Linked DNA regions of Mus musculus: region 1 is linked to region 2. The links are chromatin contacts, called in public Hi-C maps. All regions are on one chromosome and are shown on one strand. Each heading gives the region's core, a stretch centred on a gene start, on an enhancer-like site or on the middle of the called end of the contact. The rest is flanking DNA. Distances are from core to core; before and after follow the strand shown. Region 1 has its middle 49 kb from the start of 6030471H07Rik. Region 2 overlaps Ccdc171 (coiled-coil domain containing 171).

Evidence for each region. A called contact is a pair of places that touch in the nucleus more often than the background predicts.
Region 1: a contact with region 2 is called in a Hi-C map of uterus, with 2.9 times the contacts expected there. The contact joins two enhancer-like sites. A contact is called at or near these places in 2 of 484 Hi-C or Micro-C datasets (nephron progenitors and uterus).

What each region holds. Positions count from the first base shown.
Region 1 is chr4:83,992,712-83,999,088 of GRCm38.p6, reverse strand. No RefSeq gene overlaps it. Among named protein-coding and RNA genes, the nearest start is that of 6030471H07Rik, 49 kb to the left of the region's middle. Within about 2 kb of position 1,983, at least 6 of the 459 cell types and tissues checked have an H3K27ac peak or open chromatin away from gene starts, as enhancers often do. A contact at or near this core is called in uterus, where this site is marked.
Region 2 is chr4:83,827,325-83,833,657 of GRCm38.p6, reverse strand. The region is part of intron 25 of Ccdc171 (coiled-coil domain containing 171); the gene reads right to left. It overlaps Gm42309 (a long non-coding RNA gene), which reads left to right. Exons shown (of 4, transcript XR_881387.2): 3 at 4,995-5,131. Among named protein-coding and RNA genes, the nearest start is that of Gm42309, 12 kb to the left of the region's middle. Within about 2 kb of position 2,562, at least 55 of the 459 cell types and tissues checked have an H3K27ac peak or open chromatin away from gene starts, as enhancers often do. A contact at or near this core is called in uterus, where this site is marked.

The sequences.
Region 1 (6,377 bases), core at 734-3,233, 170 kb before region 2:
GAAGATCCCCCCCACCCCCCGCAATACAGTTCTGACAAGCTGTCAGGGCACCTTGCAGGAGAGACTGTAGCGAGACAATGGGACAGTGGTGGGCAGGACCACACCTTGGCCAGGGCTACTGAATTACACATGGACCTTTTGCTTGATTTAAACCCAAGCTTCATGCCTGCACTGGGAAGATGAATTTAGTGTTCACTATACCTCTTTATTGCTCTGTCTCCATTGTGGCCACCTTAAGCAAACCTTTCCAGTGTCAATTCTCTCTTTACTTAGCAGAGTAGGACAGGGAGTTGAGCCTATGCTGTTAGGTCTCTCAGGTCCCAGGTAGTAGCAATCTCTCAGGACCAACTCTAACAACCGTAGTAACATAGCTATATAATAAATTAGCCCAAGGTTCAGCCGCTTTAATCAGCAATGAGTGTGTATCATCTCACAGATTTTGTGAGGGTCAGGAATTTGGAAAGATTTTTTTGTTTAGGGCTTTTCATGAGTTTTAGCTAATATTATTCCCGGGCCAGGGCTGTTGCTAGCCAAAACTTCACTTGCACCAGAAGATCCACTTCCAAGATGAACTGCTGGCATGAAGCTGGCTTTTGGCAGGAGACCTCAGTTCTTCACGCACTGTTTGGGTGTCCTCAGAACACAGTGTGTGACTTCCACTAAGGTGGTCAGTCCAAGGGAAAAGCCAAGATGAGGCCGTAGAGCCTCCAATGCCCTGGACCTGAGAGTCTCACCTATAATTCTCAACACCCTGTTTCAGAAAGGAAGTAACATTTTTGGCCAACACTCACGAGAAGCAATCCTTCTCCCTGCCCTTTAAGGGGAGAAGAGCAGAGGACTTGAGGCTGTAATCTGAATCAATCAGTTACTACAATGATGTATTTGTTATCTTGGAGGACAACATTTAAGTCTTTCCTTTAGTTTTTATCTGGGTCAAACCAAGCAACCACCCAACCAAACAAGCAAACGAACAAGCAAACAAATAAAATAAAAATGAGTTTTGTGGTGGGAAGAAGCTATAGGAAGGCCTGAGCTAGAGGACTCTGGGCTATTGGATCATGAAGTAATTTATGGCAGACTATATGGTACCTTCCCCGGGGAAGTCAGTGCCTGGTCTAGCCTAAAGGCTTGCAAGGCTTTTGTCTTAGAGTAGTTGGTTGCCTTGTTCTTTTGTTAATTATCAAATTGCTTACATGGCGATACAGCTTGGAATGCATGGGGAAGACTTGGCTGGCTGGGGTCGGGGATCCAGAGGTCTCTCTTTGAGAGGCAGTTACTCCAGTCATTCTCACTTTCTACTGGGCTTTGGCCCTGACAAAGGTTGAGTAAAGGATTAGAGTGTGTGTGTGTGTGTGTGTGTGTGTGTGTGTGTGTGTGTGTATGGGTAGTGGTGGTGGTGGTCAAGGCCAACAGTGGATAGCCAGAAAGTGGTGGAAAACAGTTAGGCATGTCCAGTGTTGGGGTAGATCGGGAAGCAGAGGACCACATAAGTGGGTGACTGTTACACGGCACTTTAAGATTGCCACTATCTAGTTCTGTCAGCTCAAATTATTAAACTTTCTAATAAAGGGCAAAAAAAAAAGAGGTTTTATGTGAATTCTCCTGATTTGTAAGGACTTTCTGTGCATGCATATCCTGAAGATTAGCTCATTCAGTTCCTTTGGAACTGTTCATAGTGGGCCTTGCTGTAGGAGAAGTTAGGGCTAGGATGCCCCTCAAAGCTCTCAGCTCCTCCAGCGGATGCTGGCCCATGAGGCCTGGCTGCTGCTCTCCTGTCTCTGTGAGCCCCTCTGGCAAGCATGCTCAGGGAGGCCTTCACTTCCCTTTTTTTCAAGACCAAAGGTCACCATGTTAAGCCCCCAGTTTTATGGGGAGTTAAAAGAGAAAGAAGTGCTCCGAGCTTTAAATTCCTGGCTCCAGGCATGTTCAGAGGTGAGATACTGTCCAGAGTCTCGGAAAGAACGTCTTATCTCTTGGGGGGATCTTATCCTTTTTAGCTGAAGTAGCTAAAAAGCCAGAAACAGGATCTGATCCTGCTAAATAGCAAAACGGCTTTAATTCTCTTCTATCTGAAAGTTGGAGTGTCTATCTAGAATGGAGGGGACATTAAAAACATTCCCATTTGAGAAGATTTAAGGTTCAGTGGAGCTCCGTGTCCCAGCAGAAGCAACACCTGCCTGCTGCTGAGACTGGTTGTTTGAAACGCATCCAAGGCAATTCCCTTAAAGCAGAGGCCCATTCTCTCTGTTCCTTACTATAACCTTATATGTTCCAGAACCAGAAAGGAGTCAGAGCTCAGCCTCCACCAACTGGCCAGACACAACACTTCAGAAGACGATGTCTCTATGAACCATTACTGTATCATCTTTCTGATTTACATTATGGAAAAGGACTGGGTTAAGGAAGTATGCGTGTGGATGACGAAAGGAAATGACATCATTTTAATGTATATCTATATCAGTGTCTTTAAGGAGATTCTGGGTCCGATGAGATGAAGTATCTTGAAATAATTTATTTATTTGCATCCCAAAAGCTGCCCCCTCCCGGCCCCTCATCGTAAAGTACCTCCCCCATGCCCCCTCTCCCCTTTGCCTCTGAGAGGGCAGCCCTCACTCTCCCTGCCCTGTATTTCCCCACCCTGGGGCATCAAGTCTCTACAGAATTAGATGCGTCCTCTTCCACGGCGGCCGTGGTAGTCGTCTGTCACATATATGCTGGGGGCCTCAGACCAGCCTGTGTATGCCATTTGGTTGGTGGCTCAGTCCCTGGGAGTTCCCAAAGGTCCAAGTAAGGTGATACTGTTGGTCTTCCTGTGGGGTTGCCATCTCCTTGAGAGCCTTCAATCTTTCCCCTAACTCTTTCAAAGGAGTCCCTTACCTCTGTCCAATGTTTGTCTGTGGGTATCTGCATCTGTCTCTGTCAGCTGTTGGGTAGAGCCCCTCAGAGGCCAACTGTGCTAGGCTTCTGTCTGCAAGCATAACATAACGTCATTAATAGTGTGAGGGATTGGTGTCTGCCTATGGGATGGGTCTACCTAAAGACCCAGCTATACCACTCCTGGGAATATACTCAAAAGGTGTTCCACAAACCCCAAGGACACATGCTCCACTATGTTTATAGCAGCTTTATTTTTTAATAGCAACCCAGATGTCCCTCAACTGAAGAATAGATACAGAAGGTGTGGTACATTGACACAATTCTATTTACACAATCTGGAACACTATTCAGTTGTTAAAAACAAGGACATCATGAATATTGCAGGCAAATGGATGGAACTAGAAAATATCATCCAGAGTGAGATAACCTAGACACAAAAGAACATGCTGTTATGTACTCAATGATAAGTGGATATTAGCCAAAACAGTTCAGAATACCCATGAGAAGCAGAGGGAAGGAGGGACTTAGGTGGGAGAGGGGAGAGTGATAGGAATTGGGGGAGGATCAGGTAGGGAGAAAACCAGGAAAGAGTCCCAGAGGGCCAGGAGAATCAGTGGAAATATGCCACTGATGGAGGTGGGGGTATGGAGTTCGGGGGGAGGGAGTGTGGGGGGGAGAACTCTAGAAAGTTCCAGAGATCCAGGATGAGGGAGGCTTCCAGGAACCAATGCAGGCAACCTTAGCGAAAATGCCCAGCAGTGGGGAACCTGAGGCCACCACCTCCAGTAGCCAGACAGGACCTCCAGCAGAGGGATGGGAACCCCAATCCACCTACAAAACTTTTGATCCCAAATTGATCCTGTTTAAAAGAAACGCAGGGACAAAGATGGAGCAGAGACTAGAGTAATGGCTGACCACTGACCAGACCATTTTGAAATACTTTTAAAACTTGTCAATTAAAAATGGATTTATTGAGGAGGGGTGTGTTTATGTATTTGGAAATATGTATGATATGTATCTATAGAACAACAATTACAGGAAAAGTGACCATGAATTTGATAAAGAGCAAGTCGGGTGCCTGTGAGGGCTTGGAGGGAGAAAAGGGAGGGGAGAATTATGTAATTACATTATAAAATCAACAAAATAAAAATATTTTTAAAAATGGCTTCAGATTGGGTAAGTGGCTCAGGAGTAAATTGCTCGCTATACAAACATGAAGACCAGAGTTCAGATTTTTAACATTTATATGAAAAACCACACTGGGAATTGAGGACAGGCAGATCCTGGAGACTTAGCTACCATGAGTCCCACAGGAGGCAGCAGAGCCATGAACAAGTTTTTGTAATTAGCATCATTCTTTCCACAACTGGAGAATACCTACCACTGACCAAAGGCAAGAAGGAAGGATTCATCCAGAACTTCATCCAGCTCTGAATGCCAGTGTTCACTTCTTGCTCCTAGAACTCTATTGCTTTAGAACTTATAGTTCGAAGAAATTGTCCAACCAGAGTGCATAATCTTAAAGTTACCTGTGTGTAGCTTTTGCCCAACGTTTAGAGTCTCTCCTTCCCCTAGCCACTGTTGCTTGCTATTGGCAAAGGAGCCCTAACACTGGCTAGACCCCACATGGTTCAGACTCTTTCTAGCTGCTCACCCACATGACTGCTGCATCTCCTGCCCCAAGATGAAAACATATTCTAAGTTGTTATTATTGTCATTAATCTAGGGTATCTTGGATCTTATCCTTTTTGCTATGTCTTCTATAGCTCATTGAATTCAAAGAATTAAGCTTACGATAAAGAAGGAGTCAGGTTTAAAGCCATGTGCATGTTAGGTAAGTTGTAGCATTGCATTAAGGGATTAACACATCTCTACCTCTCTCATTGGTGTAGACTTTTAAATTGAACCTATGGAGAGCCCTGTTGTCTGAGCTGAGGCACGGGACTGCTATAGAGTTGGAGGCCAGGTGTATCTCAATGGCAATGATCTAGGGTGAAGGCAACATTGTTATCCTACTTACAGAGAATGAAGAGGCTGAGGATAGCACAGTGGGAGCATCAGTGGAAACATGAGAGGAAGATAAAATCCAACTTTTCTTGACCAGGCTGCCTGGCTCAGCATTGAGGATAAGTGAGATCTAACAGCAGCTTCTGAGATGTCTGACTCAGAAAAGCAGTTCTCCCTGTAACTCTACAGACCCTCAAGTGGAGCACAGAGAGAAGCATCACCTTTAACCACGCCCTCTTTTCTCCCCATCTGAAAAGTATGAAAATGAGAAATAGAGGAAGACACCTATTCCGTGTCTTAGTCTCGAGAGATTAACGTGATTCTTAATTGGACTCTTTGATCGTTTCAAATAATGGCACGTAAAATATTTAAATTTATGTAAACTATTCTTTTGAAGAAGTAGAAACAAAACATATTCTTGTCCCATTAATCATCAAACTCTGCAATAACGCATTAAACCAAAAGGGATCCTACTGCTCAGACTTGAAGCTTAGCTGTCTTAGTTGTGCCTCGACCTTGCTCTGAGACTTTAACATAGTCCTATCCTTCCTAGGGTGTTTAAGCATGTCACAGCTGCAAGATGAAGCATTATACTGGTGTCCCTCACAGCCTTGGATTCAATGGGGCCAGTCCTTGTAACTATCACTTGCTCCAGCCCTTCCGGTGAATTCTTCCGTCAGCACAAAGCACAGCAAACGAATTGTGAACACTGTGATCTAGACAAAATTCATGGCTAACAGTCTTTTTGCTGTATCCACCAAAGTTTACAGTATTCATCTCAGCCCCACCCCCTTCGTGTTCCAGCAGCCTCCCATAGAACCAGGAAATCTCAGATAACCTGGTGAGGGATTCCTACCAAAGCCCTGTGAAGACCAACAGTCTCAAAGGGGACACAGTGGGGCCTGACCATCTACAATGAAGAAAAGGTCTAAATAACATTCGGAATACCTAATGCCAACAGTTCTCCTTCCTGTGTGCACAGGACAGTCAAGAGGCATTCTGCTATTGTTGGTGAAATTTATGTCAGCAAAATTGTTTGTCTCAAAGTCAATTAACCTGTAACAACATATACACCTCATGTCTTTTGAATGGGGATATATTTATGCTGAGTATATTCATACACATGATCTCAACTCCCTGGAGCAGTCTGATTTGGGTCATTCCTGTTCCAGGAATCTTCATTTATATCTGCTTATTCTGCAACACACACACACACACACACACACACGCACACACACACACACACACACACACACACACAAATCTGTCCCACACATTTACATATTAACTGGTGACTTGTGAAGCGTCTCGGGCATACAGCAGTCCTTTTTCAATCAAGAATTCAAGAAAATAGGGATTAGTTAACAGGTTTTAGCACGTAGAAAATAAGAAATAAAACCCACTAGGTTCTAATGTTTACTTGTCAAATGCAAGGTTGCCAGGAAATATTTGTGTTCAAATACTAAAGACAGAAAAGTGTTCAGGTTAAAAAC
Region 2 (6,333 bases), core at 1,313-3,812:
GGAAAATAAATCTATACTGCATACAATCTATATGGCACATTTTCCACCAAATCCATTATTTTCAACTAGAATTCCAAAGAACTAAATGATGGACTGAAGACCCCAACCTTCACTGCCCTTTATCTTAGTGGGGGCATCGTTCTCATCTGTGTCAGGCAAACACTGAGAATAAAGGGATAACCAAAAGAATGAGCCGCGTTCAGCTTCTATCAAAGGATGCCCTAAGCCAAAGTTCTGCAAAAACGAAGACAGCTATTTCTTCGCAATTTCTCCGAGAACACAGAACCATAAGAACAAACGCAAGAAATTTGAAACTTCAAACCAGCCTAACATGGAAGGATACACCTTGAATTCCTCTTGCATAAAAGCAGCTTCAAAAGAGAAGGAGGAAGCCCTTTTGTTCTAGGTAAAAGATCATAACTGCAGGGCTAGAGAATGTGCCAGGCTCTATACACAGCCGCTTCATGCTGAAAGGGGGGAAATTAGCTGGGGGGTTTTTAGACACGGAAAGCTATAAAACTTTTATTCAGATTTAAATGCACTTGTCCCTTAAATGACAATGTGACCTTGTCGTGCCTGATGTTTTCTCTCTGTTGCATCTCCTGAATTTTTTTTCAGAAAGAATATCTAGTCATATCTTTAGGGTATGGGTTGTATGCAAATGGTCAGTAGCTCTGGCCTAGACTCTGTCATCTTGGGCATATTGTATACCCTCTCTTTTTCCTTTGTAAGTTTTATAAATTTCTTTTACAAGTTTTATAAATTTACTTTATAAGTTTGACATGAAGATTAACTCAAATGATAGATGAACTAAAGACAGATGTAGAGCATGCCTCCAAAAAAATCTGGTAGTTTGAAGATGTTCTGGGTTGTTATTGGATACTTACAAGACGACTGATTTCAACTCTGTCTTGAATCAGGAGTCCAACACTTTCTTTCAAAACACACATATTACCTATATGCTCATCCACTTCTACCAAACACTACCTATGTATGAACTCCTACTACAACTTGAACAAATGCTGAGTTAGCTCGCTCATCATTCACTGAAAAGGATTTTCAAGGAAAAGTTCTCATGAGATGATTATGAGACTTAATGCCTTTTGTACTTCCTGTCATGCTTCTGCCTTCAGTGCACTGCTTTCTTTTAATTACTGACTTTTTTCAACTGTTGTTCTGTGATATTGTCATTCATGTCACATAAGAGTAAGTTTTCATGTCCAATAGTGAAAGAAATTGGAATGACCTCAAATACATAGCTATTCACGGTATCTGCATCAATTGTATTGAAAAGGCCAGAGCACCAGAGCCATCAAATAATTACAACCTCTAGCTCCCCTGCAGGTGGAAACAGACAGGTCTAATCAGCCTTCTCACCATGGAAAAATACTTAGGCGATATTAAAATATTAAAAAACCATTTAATGAGGTCCGTTTCCTTCCAAAAGTAAACTGAGTTTGGGTCTGAACACGCTTCAGGCAAGGGACGCTTCCACCATAACATTTTAAAAACTAGCCATTATTTCCCATGCTGAAAAAAAAAATTGCAATTTTATTTCCTAACAGCAAATGAAACTGTCAGGAAAATTTAGGTGTAATAAAGTTGGGTGGTTAAACCAACATGCTAGAATTAAAATAAAACTGAATTAAAGGAGTTAAAAGTAATTCTTGTGTCAGTTGCCCCTCAAAAATACTACTCAGGACTTACTGGTTTGAACAAATGGAGTTTCCTTGTTCTTGATAGAGTCATTAATGGTGATACAAATGAAATTGTGTGTTGAACAATACGTTGATTAAAATGTACTGCTTTTGGCAACTTTTCCACCTAAATAAAAAGTTGTCAGGCAGGGTGAGTTTAGTGGCACAGAGTTTTAAAATGGTGGATTCAGTCCAAGGTTAGCTAATAGCAGCTGACATGCCCTGGAATCTTGCGGCCTAAATCAACATTGTTTTCACAGCTGTAATTAAGCCACCTAATCAGAAGCACATTTTGACGGGACAGTTTCTGGAAGCCAGACATTACAATTTCTTATGCCTGGAGCGCAGTGGTTCAGGAGAGGTCCGTATTTAATTTTGAGTTTAAAAAAAAAAAAGGGGTGGAGGGCAGTAAAATACGAAAGACCACTGAGATGAAGCAGGTCTGTGTGCTCCTGCCTTGACCAGCCTCGCAGCCCGCCCCCAACTCTCCGCTGAGTCCCCCCCCCCACTCTTAAGTGGCAGCTGTACACAGTGAGATGAAGGGCCATTGCCAAGATCAACAGATGAGCTGGTCTGAACTGGCTCTCTGTGTGTTCTGATTGTAAATTGTGCTGGTGATGATTAGAGAACTCCAGCACAGGATGTCGACTCTTAAGCTCGTCCAGAGAAAATCATTCTTTTTTTTTTTTTTAAAGTTCAGGAAAAATTTTTTAACTTTTTTGTGGCTTGGTGCATAGTGTTGTGTCTATTACTTTCACATGATTCAAGTGAATTCACCCAAATTAAGCAGCTCTGTTATTAAAAGAGAGTGTGGCTTGGCTCAGGGCAGGGACCTTCATCTTGGTGTGTCTATACCACAGTGCTGTGGAGAATGTTCTTGCAGTGGTGGCAGCCATGTGAATCTGCCACCTGCCAACAGATCATACTACTAAGAGGAAGACAATTCAGGATGCCAGAGTCACATACCATTAAGTGGCTGTGCTGGTAACATTAACGCAAATAAATTGCCAGCTTGTTTTCTACAGCGCTATTATATTCTATAACATTTAAACTTTCAACCCCAGAGGCCATTGTAAAACTATCAATATGAAAGCCCTAGTCACTGGAGTCTGATTACATTTAGTTCTGCATTTTAATTACATATGGATTCCATTAACTAAACCTTGTGCCTTATAGGCAACATTGTAATCAAATTACTATAATTTTCAAATACGTTACAATAGTTTGACAAGTTAAAAGTTCACATTCCTAACATATTAAATATCAAAAAAACTGTGCATTAAAAAGGGAAATATTTCTTACAAGTATACTAATCCATTCCCCAATTACTTTGGGGACTTTTTGACTACCTAGTTATAAGTTATATTGTAAGGTTTATATACCTCGTATGCTTTTGTGAGTGGTTCCTTGGTGCAGAATATAACCAAATTTAGAAACATTCATTTCATCAATATAAGTGAAGCAGGAACAACATAAAGCATAGAATTCAGAATTCTAAATTGTTATTTATAGCTCAAATAAAAGAATTTTAGAGTTGTGCAGGAATTCAACTTTCATTTCATTTAGAGTCTTCATTCTATAGCCAGGAAAACCAAGACCCATGGAGACTGTGCGGTTTACTTCCCAAAGCTTTGAGATGAGTCAGATGGCAAACTTTCTCTAGAACCCAAATTTCCTGTGTTTCTCTGTCATGTGATTTTGCAGTGTGCCATCCTGTATAAGAGGGGTGATGCCATGCCAGACAAGAACTCATGAAAAAAATTAATGTGTTAAAACACACCCAACCTAGAATTCACAGATTATCCATTTTAAATCATCAGGTACATCTGCAATTTTGTATAGCCATCCCATTTCAGAAAGTTTCCTCATCTCACAGAAACCCCACACCCATTCAGCACTCACTCACCTCCAATGGTCTCCTCCTGCAAACTGTCAACCATTAATCTGAGTCTTTATGGGTTTGCTAGCTTGGGACATTCCATATAAATGGAATCATACATGTGTGGCTTCTTGAAGAAGACTAACTGGTCTGCTCTGGTGTGTCTGGTCTTTTGTGCATATTGCAACATGGATCAACATTTCGTGGCACCTTGGGCTCTGAGAGATGGCTCAGCAGTTAAGAGCACTTACTGCTCATGCAGAGAACCTGGATTCAGTTCCAAGCCCCCACACGACAGCTCGCTCACAATTGCCTAGGACTCCAGTTATAAAAGATCTAACACCCTCTTCTGGTCTCCATGGCTACTGGGTACCATGCATATACACAATGCACAAACAATCATGCACATAAAATTTTCTTAATTAAAAAAAATGTATTGAAGCTTATGGCCAAATAACATGTCACAGTCTGAATACAATATATGTTCATATCTTTTCATCAACCGGCTTATATTGAGGAAGCCTCCTTGGCTATGGTGAATATTTATCCACTACTATGACAAAGTATTTTGTTTGAATAACTGCTCTGAATTCGTCTGGATATATACCTAAGAGTAGACTTGCTGTGCCAAATGAAAATTTCAAATTTAACTTACTGGGGGGGGGGGGGGTCATCAAGTGACCTCAATTATCTCCTAAGTGTTTGTTGAATATTTGTTTGTGTTCTTTAGAAAAGTTGTCGACTAAGATTCTTTGTTCATTTTTAAAATTAGGTTAATGGCTCCAGCTGCATATGTAGCAGAGGATGGCCTTGTTGGGTATCAATAGGAGGAGAGGCCCTTGGTCCTGAGAAGGCTCCATGCCCCAGTGTAGGGGAATGCCAGGACAGGGAAGCAGGAGTGGGTGGGTTGGTGAGTAGGGGGAGGGGAGATAGGATAGGGAGGTTTCAGAGGGGAAACCAAGAAAGGGAATAACATTTGTAATGTAAATAAAGAAAATATCTAAAAAAAAAACTAACACTAAAATAAAATAAAATTAGGTTATCATGTACTCATTGAGTTCAAGAGTTCTTCACATTTTCTACATTAGACCTAACTAGATACTTGACTGTAAATATTTTCTCCTGTTGTATTATCTTTTCACTGTCTTGGCTTTGTTTTTTTGTTTTGTTTTGTTTTGTTTTCATGCACAAAAGTCTTTAATTTTTAAGGATTCCAGTGCATCTGGGTTTCTTCTGGTGTTATAGCTATGACTCAGTTACCAAGCCTAAGCACTTGAAGGTTTAAACCTGGGGGTTTATGGATTTTTCTCATTGTAAGTCTTATACTTGGGGCTTTGATCCATCTTTGAGTTAATTTTTTTGTATGAAACAAAGTAAATGTCCAAGATAATACAATTTATTTATTTATTACTGCTCAGGGAATCCTGTGGAAGAGGAGGCAAGAAGTCTAAGAGACAGAGGGTATGGAGGACACCAAGAAAGCAAGGCCATTAAGTCAACAAGACTGGTGCAAATCAGTGTCCACCGAGACAAAGGCAGCATGCTCAGGACCCGTGTGAGTCTGTAGCAGAGTGAGGTTCTAGACCTGAAAGAAGTGGATACATGTCCCTAACCCAGAAGCTGTCTCCAACTGAACCACTATAAATGAAAACTTATTTTCCTCTAATGGAGTCTCGTTGGAGAAACAAACCACCCTAAGGGCAGGCTGCGTACCCAGCAGCAGAGGACAGCAGAAAAGGAACTCAACGGCGTCTTTAGAGGTTCCTGGCCTTATACTATGTCATGGCCTTTCTGTTTTAAAATATGATATTATTATTATTATTATATTCTTGTATTTTCTTCTCCCTTTTTACCCTATAGGTTCTTTCTATATACATTATGGATTCCAGTTTAATGTTTTTATGGTAGTCCTGAATATGTGAATGAATGAGTTTATTTTTTGGGTTCTTTCTCCTCTGCTTGTTTTGTCCTATTCTGATATGTTAGTTTTGATTTGTCTTTTATACTACATATTATACTATTTTAACTGTATTATATTATATTCCATTAGAAGCCTGTTTTCTAATGAGAGACAGAAAGTGGGTGGATCTGCATGGGAGGGGAGGTGCGAAGGAACCAGGAGAGGGAGGGGAGGAAAAACCATAATCAGGATAGATGATGCAATTAAAAATCTATTTTCAATAAAAGAAAAACATTTAGAATAATCTCTTAGCTACAGATTTTTGAAAAGAGATTATGAGTTAAAATATAATACCTTTATTCAATTTTATAAAACACAAACTACTCACATCACAGTAATTTGAAGCTCCTAGTTGTAAAACATGCTATTGTATAAACTGTATGGCAAGTATGCTGTCCCCAAATAACAGAAGTTTAAATGTCTTTTCTTAAATTTCATCAGAATCCTTAAATGCAGCACTATGCAGATGGGGTGTGTGTGTGTGTGTGTGTGTGTGTGTAGTCTTAGTTTGGAGTACCATTTAAATAATTTAAGCTTTGTTGAATAGTTTATGGTCCTTGCCTGTGCAAGGACTGCCACTCAACAGGCTCCATAAAGGGTTTGAATAAATGCAAATTAGATAAACTAAGAAAAAATCTATTTTTATGTGTGAGTGCCTTGTATATGTATATACAGCATATGAATGTCTGATACCATAGGGTCCAGAAGAGAGTACTGGATCTTCTAAAACTGAATTCATAAATGGACTGTGAGCCATCTGATGTGAATGCCTGGAAATGAACTGCACCTGAGTCCTC